Linked DNA regions of Arachis hypogaea: region 2 is linked to region 1. Evidence: chromatin contacts called from public Hi-C data. All regions are on one chromosome and are shown on one strand. The core of a region is the stretch at or near the end of the contact, and the rest is flanking DNA. Distances in the headings are between cores, read along the strand shown. Region 1 holds the start of LOC112743060. Region 2 holds the start of LOC112743081.

Region 1 (3,478 bases), core at 336-2,835:
ACTAAGCAAGAATGTTGGAACGTGCGGATAAATAAGAATTTATCTAAGACCTATTACTGATACCAGATGATAGGAAGATTGTTAGGGATTAGGGGTTTTATCACAATAAATAAGAATTATTCAGTAAAGGGCATACCCAAAAGAACACCGCAGAAACATAAAAAGATAGATAAATGGGATTTTTCCTACTAGACCTCTAAGAAAGCTATTCTTAGCAACCTAAGTCACTAAAAGGGGCTCCCTACTAGACCTTCAAAGAACCTGTCCTTGACAACCTAGATTAGAGGGATGAAAACTGAAAAGAACCACCACGCAGATCACCTTAGTGTTGGATCCTTCAATCTTCTTCATGCAACAAGTAAAGCAAATTACTCACCTCACTTAATCACACAATAAAAACGTGCTAAAAGCAACGAAAAATTTATTCATCAAAAGTTATGTAAATGGTCTACCAAAGGTGTTTAAATAGGCCCCTAACAAACTAAAAAAGATAAGATAAGATTTTGAAATTTAAATCAGATTTGATCTTTAATGGATTAGATTAGATTTGATTTAAATTTTAAATTTCAAAAAAAAAATACTACTAAACAAATCAGAATTAAACAAATCTTCTAACAAAACTTTAACTACAAAACAAAGGCCTAAATTTTCGAAATTTAATAATAAATTATGCTTCACATTGAATTTGAAAAGTATTATTGGGCTTTTTACTGTCCTGACTTAACCCATGGATTTTGCCCATTCTTCTTTGGTTAGAACTTTATGTAACTTCTTATGCATAAGTCCTGCCAAGTTTCCAAAGCTCTCTTTGAGTTTTTTTGCACGTACTCTAGTGATGGAGTCATCTGAAAATGTGAAATTCTTATTTTGTCCTTTTGTCTTAGAATGTCCCAATTATCTTTTTGAGCATGTATCATAGAATCTTTAGGAATCATCACCTCTTGAGCTTGTTATGAAAAATTTTTTTCAATCCACTCTTGAATTTGCTATAGCGAAATTATCTCAATTCTCTGCTGAGTTTGTTCAACAAATCCAGAATTTCATATAAGAAACAAAAACAAACTTAAAAAAAAAGATCTCCTTTAAAAATGACAAAAATCACAAATAAAAAAAATACATATAAAAATTATAAAAAATATTAAGTGAACACTTTATTTTTTAACTAAATTTGATATTTTTCTACATTTTTTTCGTTTTTAATTGATATTTATTGTTCTAATAAATTATTAAACTAATTTCATTAAATTTAGTTTTTAAAATAATTTGATCACCCAATATTATTTTAAAAAATAGTAGTGCTACGTTACCAACTTTTTATCTGCCAAAATCTGCCAACTTGAGTTGGGCTGGACATAAAGCCCATCTACTAAATAAAGCCACATTTAAGTTAATCATAATTTAATCCTAATTTATCACGTGTTGGTAATAGTTGGCAGATTCACTTTTGGTAACGTATACTTTTTCTTAAAAAAAAAAGAGATTAAATGGAATTGAGGATTGAAACGACAAAGTGTGAGTCTTTTTTTTTTTTTTTTTTAAATGTGATCTTCTGGCAAAGCTGAGATTAACAACCCTAATGATTTCTCCAAAATCAAATTAGGATTCCAAATACAAAGCTATGGCTTTTTTGAATTGGTCCCCGATTGCCTTTTCTGCCCCCTTTCGAATTACCCCCACACACACCCGCCCATCCTCATCACCGTTATCAACAACGATTAAACAATTTTTGAATCCCAATTGACAATTGTAAAATAATCCTAGTTTTAGAAAACAATTAAGGGTTTCTACTTTCTAATTTCAAACCCCCTTTAAAAAAGTAAAAGAAAAAAAAAATCGCATCCTTCAATGTTGGCCCCTCTTTCCCTTTTCGGATTTCCCCAACCCCCCACACCCACCATCCATCATGATTATCATGAACAACAAGTAACGATTTTTCAGCCCATCACCCTCCAAAATCCCAAAAATGTTCCTAAACAAATTGATTAGGGTTCCAGTTTAGGAAAATTGGGGAAAAAAAAAAGAATTAGGGTTTTTTCTGTTCTTAGCCCAAAACCACCTGAAATACCGTAACAACCACCAAGTGTCGATTTGGAGGCTGTGGAAATGGCGACGAGGGGCACGAGATCCGAGAAGGTTCGGAGAATTTTCCAGCAATTCGACGCGAACAGCGACGGTGGTCTCAATAGGGAGGAAATGGCTTCGCTTGTTGTGGCAGTGAACCCTAGGGTGAAGTTCAGCGACGAACAGATCAACGCCATTCTCGACGAGGTTTTCCGAACCTATGGCGATTTCATTGACGGAGATAAGGGGCTCACCTACGAGGGCCTCCTCCGAACCTACGACGACGGTGCCGGCGACGTGGATAGGGACTTCGACGCACTCGGCCTCGAGCTCAACCTCGAGGAGGCTGCGGCCGCCGCTAAGGGCTCCTCGGCGGCGGCGGCGTCCGAGGCCTCGTCTTCGTCCATTGTAGACGAGAGGATGGCGGTGGAGACGCAGAAGAAGCAACGGACGGCGGCTTGGGCCGTGTCGCCAAACCACGGGATTGTGTTCGATGACACTTGGAAGATTGTGGACGATTTGGAGATTCTAATTAAGAGGCTGAGGACGAAGCAGGCAAAAGATGGAAAATTGAAAGGGGAGAATTTTGATGCGTATTCAGATGCCGGTTGGTCCCGGGAATTGGGGCCTTCCGCAGAGATTTCGGAGAAAAGGGTGTTTTGGGAAGAATCAGGACATGATTATGCTGTGTTTTTGAAGGAATTAGGGGGCTTGAGGGGTAGGGCAGATGCTGCTAGGTCAAGGGAAGAGGCATTTGATGGACACATGGCGATTGGGCGAGTTTTGTATGAGCATCAGTTGTTCAAGGAGGCTTTGGTGAGTTTCAAGAGGGCTTGTGAGTTGCAGCCTGTTGATGTGAGGCCACATTTTAGGGCTGGGAATTGTTTGTATGTTCTTGGCAGGTACAGGGAGGCCAAGGAGGAGTACCTGTTGGCTTTGGAGGCAGCTGAGGCAGGCGGGAATCAGTGGGCCTATTTGCTACCGCAGATTTATGTCAACCTTGGGATTGCGCTGGAAGGTGAAGGTATGGTCTTGAGTGCCTGTGAATATTATAGGGAGGCTGCAATTCTTTGTCCCACTCATTTTAGAGCATTGAAGCTACTAGGTAGTGCACTTTTCGGTGTAGGGGAGTATAGGGCCGCTGTGAAGGCATTGGAGGAAGCAATTTTCATGAAGCCTGATTATGCTGATGCGCATTGTGACTTGGCTTCGGCTTTGCATGCCATGAATGACGATGAGAGGGCAATTGAGGTGTTTCAGAAAGCTATTGATTTGAAGCCTGGTCATGTAGATGCTCTATACAATTTGGGTGGGCTTTATATGGATCTTGGTAGGTTCCAGAGGGCTTCAGAGATGTACACTCGGGTTTTAGCCGTTTGGCCAAATCATTGGCGAGCACAGCTGAATAAGGCGGTGT
Region 2 (3,745 bases), core at 2-2,501, 950 kb before region 1:
AAAAACCATAAAATCCTAGAATGAAATGCAAAAGTGTTAGGATTAGAAATTTGTCACCCAAAATCGCCGACCGGTCGGATGACCTCCCCACACTTAAAAGTTTGCACCGTCCTCGGTGCACTCAAAGATGAGCAAGGGGGTACGGCGATTCTCCGAGTTGCTGTGTGTTCTTAGTCTTGCTTCCATGTTTTATTTCTCTTTTTATTATCAAAACTTCATAACCATTTGAATATGTCTGAGTGAGATTTACAAGATGACCACAGCTTGCTTCAAGCCGACAATCTCCGTGGGATCGACCCTTACTCACGTAAGGTATTACTTGGACGACCCAGTGCACTTGCTGGTCAGCTGCGCGGAATTGTGAGAAAAGTGTGAACTCACGATTTCGTGTACCAAGTTTTTGGCGCCGTTGCCGGGGATTGTTCGAGTTTGGACAACTGACGATTCATCTTGTTGCTCAGATTAGGTAATTTTCTTCTTGTTTCAACCTTTATTTTATTTTCAAAAAATTTTCAAAAAAATTTTTCTCTTCTTTTTCGTTTTTCCAAAAAAAATTCGAAAAATTTCAAAAAAAATTTAATAAAATCATAAAACAAAAATAATTTTGTGTTTCTTGTTTGAGCCTGGTGTCAAATTTTAAGTTTGGTGTCAATTGCATATTTTTAATTTTCCTTAAAAAAAATTTTCAAAAAATATCATGCATTGTGTTCTTCATGATCTTCAAGTTGTTCTTGATAAAGTCTCCTTGTTTGATCTTAAAATTTTCTTGTTTTGTGTCTTTTCTTATTTTTCATATGTATTTTCGGATTCTTAGAATCAAAAGTTTAAAATTTTTTAAGTTTGGTGTCTTACATGTCATTCTTTTCAACAGATTTTCAAAAATATGTTCTTGATGTTGTTCTTGGTGTTCATCTTGACATTCAAAGTGTTCTTGCATGTATTTTTTTGTTTTGATCTTAAATTTTCATATTTTGAGTCATTTTTGTGTTTCTCTCTCTCTCCTCATTAAAAATTCAAAAATAAAAAATATCTTTCCCTTATTTCTCTCATAAATTTTGAATTTTTGGATTGATTCAGTCAAAAATTTTTTAAAATTTAGTTGTTTCTTATGAGTCAAGTCAAATTTTCAATTTAAAAATCCTATCTTTTCAAAACTTTCACTACAAAAAAAGAGTTTAAAATGGCATTAATATTATGGTGGTTCTAAAGAACCGCCTTAATAACCGGTTATTATGTCATTTTTAGTTGCTACCATAATGAACTTTGAGTTTGGTGGCGGTTCAAGTGATTATGGCGGTTTTGAACCGCCGTTTTCACACGTATATAATATAAAAATTTACAGTAACCCTAGCTTGAAACAGATGAGGGCTCGCTTTACAATTTCCCTTCTATCCCTGATCTCCTTCATCTCTCTCCGTAGCTACCTCTTCAACCTCCACTGTCGCTTCCTCTTCAACCTTTCACCATCCCTTGTTCTAGGCTACACTCACCTCAGATCTCTGATCTCAGATATCAGATCTCAACCTTTCATCCTCCCTTCTTTCGGATCTCAGATCTTCCATCGACGCTGCTCATTGCCACTAGTTTACTACACTCCTTCATGCCGCCGAGCTCGTTGTTGCCGCCGACGGCTCTTTCTCGCCATTGCTACTCAGCTTCTTTGAGGTTATTCTAATGTTTTATGCTGCATGTTCACGAATCTTCACTTAACATCTCTTTTTCCTTTTGATTTTCCTTTTCTGCACTTCGCACTTCGCACTTCGCACTTCCTTTTGAGGTTATATTTGATTTAATGATGTCGTAGAGGATAATCTGGGAAGAAGAATGTTGTAAGAATAAGCAAAAACATTTAAATTTAGTTGATAGTATTCTCGCAGGGGATATTTGAATTGGGATTTATGTTGCAGACCTAAAATTATTTGTCGCCTTCCCCCAAAAATTGTTAGGTTAGTTCAATATCATAAATTAATTTGTATGTTACAAGACATTTTAATTCAAAGTTTAAATTGATGAGCTCGTTCAATTGTTTTATTGAAGACTAAATCTGCTGAAAGGTTCACAGTTGGAATCTAAAACAGGTTTAGGCTTAAATAAGTGCAACAGATCAAATTTACTTGAACATGGTTTCTTTGATTTTTAACAAAGTAGTATCTCTTGTTTTCAAGATTTTGTAAACAGAGAGGAATGATTATTGAATTTCATCTATAATATTACATTTAATTTCTTAAGTGTTCTCAAGAAATATGTAACAATTAGCACATTAAAATTGTTGAAAACAATAAATAGTATATATCTTATTAGTTAGTAACTATGTGAAGCTTTGTGGTGCCATATTTTAGGTTTAATTTTCATGAATGCTAAATCAAGTACTATTAACATCATTATTGTAATTTTATTACTTTAAGAATGTTCCTGATGCAGTAGTGATTGCCAAATGCCAAATGCCTAAACTGTTTAATACACTAACAGCAGGTAGTTTTGATTTAAATTTGTTTTTAAACTTCTAATAATTCATCAACATGATTGCAGTCATCCTGAATTTGCTTCTTTCTATTTTAATAAACTAAATGTTAGCTGCTTTGTGTTTGCAGAAGGAAATACCATTGGGTTTGACCACACGATCTGCTCACCTAGGTAGTTATAAATGAGTAATTTCTGTAGTTATTTAGCTCTGTTGCCCTTGTTCTGTTCAATATTTTTTGCATTAACTGAACATTTATTTTTTTATTCATTTATATATTTTGGATAAATTCTAGAAATCAAAATATGCCCTTGCTCTGTAAATGAGTTCGAGTCATCCGTTCTTGCTAGCAATCTGAGTTGCTCTATTGAAGGCTAGTACTTATATTTTATACATGCGGTACAGCAGTAGTCATGTTAGAAATCGGAACTTAATAATTGGGACTGATCATGTCATGTTTCACTATGATCTTACTTATTGAGGTTTGTGCCTTTTGTATTGCGTATTCATGGTAGAGGAGCCAAACTTATTTTAGCAAGTGCAAGAACACCTCTAACCCTTGCACTTAGACACATTAGTGTATGCTGTAGTCCTTGTTTCATTTCAGTCTCAGGTCATCAACATCAAACATGTAGTGCAGCTCATTATTTGATTAACATATCCTTGCACTTAGATTTGATTAACATGCTGTAATTCTCTCATGATTCATTAATGATTTTTTTAACTGTTTGTTGTAATTTTAATTATTTTCAGTTGAGCAATGTATGTCTAATTTAATTTCTTGTTCAGTGTTCAACATTGAATGAAGAAAAAATATTTGAAGTTTAAGACAGCTTATCACTCTTTCCTTTAGGCTGGATACATTTAAGCTCCATTATCTTGACTGTCACTTATTCATTCTTAGCTCTGATGGGGTTAAACCATCAATGTTTTCCCCAATAATAGATAGTTAGATACAACTGAAGATAGTATAAGCTGCTCTTCTGTTCTTTTTTCTTTTTCCAACAAAATCACAACTTGCAACGTACAGTCAGCAAAGACCACTACAAAAAAACTGGTTTAAAACAACATTGTTATTAGGGCGGTTCTTTATAAATGCCATAATTTTCTTTATTTTCGGCGGTACATGTTGTTGTCGTAACTTTCATGTTGAATATGGCAGTTTTTGTGATTTCGGCGGTTAGAACCACCGCCGATATATTCTTTTATTAATTAAAGAAAGACCTCATTTATGCAAACCTAGCTTAGCAAGTAGAGTGCCATGTATTTAAATCATCTTCCTGT

What was found. Hi-C and Micro-C count contacts between places; a contact is called where the count stands out from the background.
Region 2: a Hi-C map of leaf shows a contact between it and region 1, with 2.6 times the contacts expected there. The contact joins the promoter of LOC112743081 here to the promoter of LOC112743060 in region 1. A contact is called at or near these places in 2 of 8 Hi-C or Micro-C datasets (both in leaf).

Annotation. Positions count from the first base shown.
Region 1 is chr2:75,962,667-75,966,144 of arahy.Tifrunner.gnm2.J5K5, reverse strand. LOC112743060 reads left to right here and starts at 1,585. Exons shown (of 2, transcript XM_072218985.1): 1 at 1,585-3,478. The coding sequence starts at 2,104.
Region 2 is chr2:76,908,659-76,912,403 of arahy.Tifrunner.gnm2.J5K5, reverse strand. It overlaps LOC112743081, which reads left to right and starts at 1,251. Exons shown (of 6, transcript XR_003171923.3): 1 at 1,251-1,665; 2 at 2,592-2,634.